2 separate regions of the Anas platyrhynchos genome follow, and region 2 is linked to region 1. A link is a contact called in public Hi-C data. All regions are on one chromosome and are shown on one strand. Each heading gives the region's core, a stretch centred on a gene start, on an enhancer-like site or on the middle of the called end of the contact. The rest is flanking DNA. Distances are from core to core; before and after follow the strand shown.

Region 1 (3,852 bases), core at 588-3,087:
GAGAACCCAATTGCAGTTAATACAGTTAACGTGGCAATGCAGTAATCAAACTGGTGGAGTGAAAGCAAAACATTTGCTACTCATCTGAGAGGACAAATTTTAAGCCCTGGGAACAGTATAACAATTTAGCTAAAAGGACAGGCCACAGAAGCAGCAGAACAGCTGTTCTTCTGTAGCCTCAAAGGGCCTGTAGCCATCTGAAAGTTGCTGTAATATGATCCCAGACAAGAAGGAATTCAGCAAGTTTTTGCTCTGTGGGAGGAATTGTTTCCTGCCTTTCTGTACCAGTGGTTTTGAACGACCTACAGTAACACCACTGCACAGGGGTTACTATCGGACACGCAAACACCATGTAAGAAACTGGTTACTGGGAGCTTGGCTTTTTCCAGCGCTAGTTCCTCATGGAATTAACTAAACATTACTTACTCTTCCCCACACAATACTTACAATAATATCACTTTTTAAAGAAAAAAAGAGTAATACATGTAAACACCGGAATTTTAAAGCTGTGCTGAAAAGTTGAGCAAAGAATACCAGAAGATGGAAGAAATAGAACCTCTGGGTAATCGTTTTCATAGCTTACTGAAATTGAAAACAATAAGTTCGCTTTACTTACAACCATCTTAACCTTACCTCGTCTGCTCTTGTAAGATAAGATGGGGCTCTACAAAGAACTTGACTCTTAGTTTTAGTCGATAAGGAGCTAAACCATCCATCTGCTGGGAAATCCTGTTCCTCAAATTCAGCCACAGATTCTCCCCTTTGCTGCCAGTGAACTGCAGTCCAAAATAATCAACTTCTATAATTCCCAGCCTCCTGCAAACCTGAAAGAAAGAGGTCCTTCATAATGAACCAATGACACAACTGGGCAAGAAGTAGTATTCGACTAAAAGACTGAGTTGAGGGTGAGTGGTCTGAAACAAAAGATGTGGTGTTTGTAAACACCTTCGTACAGCTGATTTGTTGATTTTCTGACAAACACAAGAGTGTAAAATGGGAACTTCCCCACTAGTAAACACCAAGATGGACCTCCGCAGCCAAACCCCATCCCCTTCGCTCCTCAAGGCCAGGCACTTCAGACCAGCCGGCTGCCTGTTCCCAGCAGCACTTCTGAGGCAGGAGGGCGACGAGAAGCAGCGCATCCCACAAGTTTTATTTAGGTGCCACCGACGGGCTTGGCAGCCACGCTCGGCTCCCTCCTGCCCCCATCCTCACAGAAGATGGCAGGGAAGGGCGGCAGCACCTGGGGGCGACAGGCTGAACCCCCGGGGGGGCCGTGTCAGGATGGGGGCCCCCCGGCCCCTGTGGGGAGAATTTGGGGGGCAGCAAGGAGGCCGCGGCCTCCCTTCCCCAAAATGGACCGGGGGGGGGAGGGGGGCAGACGGGCCGCGACCGAGGGATGCTGCAACCCCTGCATCCAACATGGAGGAGGGGAAAAAAAAATAAAGGGAAGGAGAGAAGAAAATAAATAAATAAAGGGGAAGAAGGGGGGGGGCCCGCCCGCCATCAACGGGGGTGGAGGGGGTGGGGGGGAGGAGGGAGCGCCCCCCTCAGGCCCCCAACGGTCACCGGCGCCCAACGGCCGCCCCGCAGCGGGCCTCACCTGGTTGAGGCAGTCCTCGCCGTTGGCTTTGGCCTCCACCTCCACCTCCATCACCACGGCGTCTGGCCTGGTCACGTAGCACAGCATGGTCACGGCCGGGGCCGGCTCCGCCAACTAGAAGCGCACTGAGCAGTGTGTATGTGTGTATATATGAGGGGGGGGCTGCTGCTCCTGCCCGCGCGTACCCCCTCCTTCCCCGTCACCGCCCGCCCGCCGACTGCTCTCAGCAGCGGCGTCCCTCCCGCTATATAGGAGCCTGCGCCCCCCCACCGAAGCCCCGCCCCCTCGGGCAGGCGTCGCGCGCCGCCGCCGCCTGCCAATCAGCGCCGCCCGCCCCGGGAGCGCGCAGAACAGGGGAGGGAGGGGAGGGGGCGCGCCTGTGGTGGGGCGCCCCCTGCCGGCCGGCGGCGTGTTGGGCCGGGTGGGATGACAGGAAAATGAGGGGAAAAATGCTCCTTTTGGGGGCTCTGCTTGTTGATCCATGTCACCTGGAGACTGGGAGCTCGTTCAAGAGAGGGTTTCCCCTCAAATTCTCTCCTAGGAGAGGGTATAGGAAGAGACAGCCCTTCTCCCAGAGGTCTCACCCCTGTACGCAGCGATATTCCTTCTGTTTTCTCCTTACCTGACCTGAGGAAGGCGTTCTTATTCTGTCCATAAAAGTGCTACCCGGCTTTGAAATCTGCCAAACTCCGAGCCCTAAAAATATCCCTCAGTAGTAAATTGCACAGGCTGGTTAAAATCCCCTGTAAAACAAGCGTTGCTTTTCAAGGGTGTCATCTGGACACTGCTGTCACAGAAAGACTTTCCCTTCTGCAGTCTCCCTGTGATATTTTATTCATGCTGTACAGAAGACAGTAAGGGACCGAAGCCTGCATTAGCACACAGGAGACAACTCCGGCGACGAGCGCCCACTGCAACCCTTTGGGTTCTGCCTGAGAGAAAAAGCTGCATCCTCTCACAGCCTCCTGCCCGGTCTCTTTGATGAATCAACAACACCCAGTGAAGTACACTGCCAAATGCGTGTTCACCCTCTGAGTATGGCAAAAAATACTGCTTATTGACGTGCTGTCTCAGTGCTGTGTGTCACAAAACGCTACCTGCTGCGTTCCACAGCAGTACCTCCAGGATGGATCAGCCTTTTGCTACTCTATCAATTTGCGTGTCAGTAATTCATCTCATTTTCATGCATATACCTAAAGTTCCTTGTCTAACCCTACTATTTTTCCTTGAAATCCCCATACAAGGTTCATTTTTGGTCACCTCCTACTTCACACATTAGTCGTAGTGCATCCTTGCCTGACGTTTGAATGGAAAACCTGTGAAAAGCAAATTGTGTGTAAAGGAACAAAAGTAAGTTCCCGACCTTTGAACTTAGACCCTAATACAGCAATATTTACCCTTGTTTCCAATAAAGGCTGATGCCCTTCCTTGTACAGATTTTCATTCACAAGGTAGTTGCCCCCAAGCTATTGCCTTGATACTCCATCTCGCGAGGAATCCAGCAGTGCAGCTATGACCTTGCTGTCCAGATGCTTACACAGGATCTTCTCTAAGATCCTTTCTTGTGTTGCTTGTTGCCCACGGTATTGACTCCTGTCAAATTCACAGTACTTCACTGTACAGAATACTATGCCATGACAAGGTATTTTTAATTCACAGTTTCTACAATAATAAGAGCCAGTATGAGGTTGCTGAGCATTTCGTTTCCCTTTTCTTGCACATTGTATATGCTCTCTTCCTGTTCAGATTTATTACTAGTTCATTTGTTTTGGCTTTAATAAAAGATATTAAGTAGATTTAAACTATACATATGGTTAGTCTATTGACAAATTTGTAGGTTGTCCCCAGGCCCATTGCAGAGCCATGAAAGGCCCATCACACAAGCCCAGAGTACCACAGGGGTATGAAGGCCAGTCAGATCCCAAATTAAGGACTCGGGGAAGGGAGACTCTGTCTGATCCCCTCCTGGGGTCATCCCAGCAGAGCCTTAGACCCCATGTCCAGGTGTGAAACCCATCGCCATGAGCCATCAGGAGCAGCTCCCCAGGTCACGTCTGTGATCTGTATGTCCAGCCATGTATATATGTGTTTGTATGGGGTATATATATACATGTACTGCATTGTCTGCCATGAATGCATGTTCAGCCTCACTACTGGTTGGACCTGAAGGCATGGAGAGCCAGTAACCTTGCCTCTTTCAGGCTGATGGATTTGGTATGATATATCTTCCTCTAGCATAAATCCTGAGA
Region 2 (3,486 bases), core at 653-3,152, 150 kb after region 1:
AGAAAGGGCCATGTAATTCTGCTTTGGTGATGGAAATGCTAGAGCTCCGCTTTCTGGATTAGCTTGAGAATATCCGGAACAGACCAGTGAAAGTAACAAGAAATTTGGAATGCGACTGCAGGGAAAAATAAAGGAACTGGGTTTACTCATTTTTAAATATATATATATATATATATATAATAAAAATCAAGTTAACTTAAGCTGCTAATTTAAGGAGCTCACAGAATCTCCTTTACCTTAAGTTCCTAAGAAATGGTTAAACAAAACTCTACATGGAATATATTATTCACCACTGCCCTTTAGCATAGGGTCTGCTTTTAGAAGTCTCTTTTGTTCTTGTATGTCTAGGATTACTGTGACTCTTAGCACTATCTCAATGCATTTCTTTTCCCAAATTCTACACGGTGATGGCAATGAAATTGTGCAAGGACAGCAGTCTTCACATAGTTTCTTTTTAACTGAAAAAGAAGCATAGGAGTCTAGAGATGTTTACTCACTGTGAATTATTAGAGCTACTGCTGACAAAAAAAAAAAATTTTGAAAATATACAAAAATATACAAGACAGAAGAAATGAATGTCTTCTCAAAGAAAAGGTGAACAATGAAAGGTTTAAACCCCTCTTTTCTGAAAACTTAAATTCCCATAAATTTTATATTACCTAAGGCCAGATTGCAGAGCTTTTGTCAGCATTTGTAATTTATGTCTGTGAATACATCAAACTTGCTGATTCAAGCCCTTCTCCTCTTCGTCTGGAGAACTAACTATCCATGAAATGGAAAGTCTATACTTTCAAACATTGTCAGCCTAAGCAAGAGAAAAATAGTGTATACATGTCATATGCTTTTTTACAGATCTTTATATGCAGCCTGCCATGAAAGCAGTCTTTCTGATCTCAAGATGAGCTACAAAATTTCAACGCTTGTAATGACCACCCCAGTCATTCTTCGCTTAGCAAGCATTTACCTCTTGTATTAAGGCCACAGAGCAACATTGCTTTTCGACGGGCCCCTTCAGAAACAATCTACAGATCTCATTCTTCTAACAGTACACAGGTAGGGGGTGAATGCAATTATAGTGTTAATTTTCCAGTTGAGTGGGTGTACCTAAAACCATTATAATTTTTACAGTATGTAATGACTCGCACAACAGTCTCCCTCCGCGTACATTCTCCTTGTAAGCAATGATTTCAGTGCTCTCCACTTTCCTTAACATTTTTGGATTTTTAGCTAAAATTGAACAGGTTAAGTATGTATTTTTTTTTCTACTTTCAGCCCCCAGTTGTTTTTATTCTTATTTAAATATTGGAGTCTCATTTAAATGGAAACTTCAGAATTCACAGATCCATCTAAACCCTGGGTCCACGTTCCTCAAATACTAACTGAAAACATCCAGTGGGGGGGACAATCTTTATGTTATAGTGACTGTAGATGAGGTGTTGTCCTCCAGCAAGAGGAAAGAGTAGCTGATTGTTATGAAAAGGTCTGGTTCCACCTACGTTGACCCCAGACTCCTAAATATCTGAAAACAGGTTGATTGCTTGATAAGATAGCATTGAGAAGCTTAATGAAAACACTTTTAAGGCTTTATTAGGAAGGACGATTCCCTTGAGCTCGCTCATACACTGTGCCCACTGCGGCCAAATCCCTCGAGGTGGTGGCGAGCAGGAACCACCTCATTTTTTAGGACACCCCTCGCACAAACTTCAGGGATCCAAACTCCCCTCCCAGAGCGTGGGGGGCTCTAGATACAGCTGGGCCCGGCTTTTCAGCGTGCCAGGAGCACAAAGCAGGAGCCAGCCGCCACCATATGGGAGCGGACGGGACAGGGCTGAGGGTGTCCCAGCAGGTCACTGTGGCAGGGCTGCGCCGCCGCCATATTGGGGCGGAGGGGGCGGCCCTTCCCGGATGCCGCCTCACACCGCCCCCGACTCCGCCCCGGCCGCGGGCCGAGGGTGAGGGCGGAGGGGGGAGCTTCGCCCGCCGCCGCCACCGGAGGAGGAGGAGGAGGAGGCCGGGACGATGTTGGAGACGCTGCGGGAGCGGCTGCTGAGCGTCCAGCAGGACTTCACCTCGGGGTGGGTGGCACCAATTGTCCCTGGGGGGGTGGCGGGACCGCAGCCCGGCCGGGGTGAGGGGGAAGCAGGTGACCGGGAGGGAGGAAGAGGAGGGGACCGGCGGCTGTGGCGCTGGGTGTGGGGAGGGAGAGGCTGCGCTTTTGGGAGGGTGGGCAAGGCGTGAATGGGGCCGATGAAGGCGCTGGGCTCGTTGACGAAGGTTGCGTGGATCCGTGTGATATCGCCCTTTGCTGCCTGAAAAGCTTCTCTGTGCCCTGGAGGATGAGAGTTACCGTCACGTGAAGGAGAGGAGCGCAGGAGGAGCGGAAGGAGCAGCTCCTTGCTGACACTACAAAGATACTCTTCCTACACTGCCCCACTCCAAAAACACTCTTCCTACACTGCCCCACTCCACAGTACAAAGCTATTCTTCCTACGCCGCCCCACAAGCTCTATTTTTTTAATATACACACTGGATCAATGCTATATTTAGCACCAGCAGGTGGTCCCAGGGAGTGTTACTGGAAGTCAGAGGATGGCAGGGGAGCAAGGTCACGCCTGTGCTGCGAAGCTCCAGGCTCCTAACGAGCCCCAGGAGAGCATCGTGTTGTAATCGATTGCTTTTGAGAGCTGCCTGGCCTCTGGCTGTGTTGAGGCTGCCTGATAATATCTCCATGGTAAACATTTATCTATAGTCAGAGACATTTCTGAACTCCAGAAACCTACGTACTTTATAATGACTTATTTGCAGCAGTTTACAGTGGACCAAAGAAACTGCTACAGTAACTACCAATCAGCCACACAAGTTGCTGGTGTTATCTGTCTTACCATAACAAACATGAAATCCTAAGAGTATAGACCAAGGTATTGCTTTACTGCTATATTTCTGTTTTGCGGTTATTTTAAGAGCTCTTGTTGTGTTAGATGCCTCAGTACAGTGTAAGATTCTTTTGGAAATGGTGTCTTTAACATGATGAAACAGGGTAAACAGAAAGGCCTGTGTGTGATGGTCACTTCACTTCGTCTACATAACCGCTGTTGCTGCTGGGGAGTCAGTAGGTTTTCAGGTAGTCTCTAATTTCCCTTCTTCCTTGTGTTGCCATGTTTTATTCTGTTTTAAAAGCAGTTTTTATTGTTTGCATCTTTGTTTCAGGAGCTCCATTAATGTGTCCTCCTTGGGGTGTCCTTTTAACTTCTTTTTTTTTGCAGTGTAATTCTTTGTTGCCATTAAGAAAGTGTATCTTGAAGCAGTGGTAACAAAGGCTGTGGAGTGCTTACTCCTTTTCCCATACTGTCCCCTTCATGTCAGGCCAGAACATGAATTGACCTGTTTTGCCTTCCCTTTCCCTTCTGAGATAATGCAACCTCAGTGCCAGTGTTTCAGATTATCCTTTTCTTTACCCCCACCAAAGCAGTAGTAGAAGTGGCCAAC

Evidence for each region. Hi-C and Micro-C count contacts between places; a contact is called where the count stands out from the background.
Region 2: a Hi-C map of subcutaneous adipose tissue shows a contact between it and region 1, with 4 times the contacts expected there. The contact joins the promoter of DTNBP1 here to the promoter of MYLIP in region 1. A contact is called at or near these places in 2 of 8 Hi-C or Micro-C datasets (skeletal muscle and subcutaneous adipose tissue).

Annotation. Positions count from the first base shown.
Region 1 is chr2:107,253,616-107,257,467 of IASCAAS_PekinDuck_T2T, forward strand. MYLIP (myosin regulatory light chain interacting protein) reads right to left here and starts at 1,838. Exons shown (of 7, transcript XM_027451262.3): 1 at 1,604-1,838; 2 at 634-824. The coding sequence starts at 1,690.
Region 2 is chr2:107,399,336-107,402,821 of IASCAAS_PekinDuck_T2T, forward strand. It overlaps DTNBP1 (dystrobrevin binding protein 1), which reads left to right and starts at 1,903. Exons shown (of 10, transcript XM_027451261.3): 1 at 1,903-2,075. The coding sequence starts at 2,020.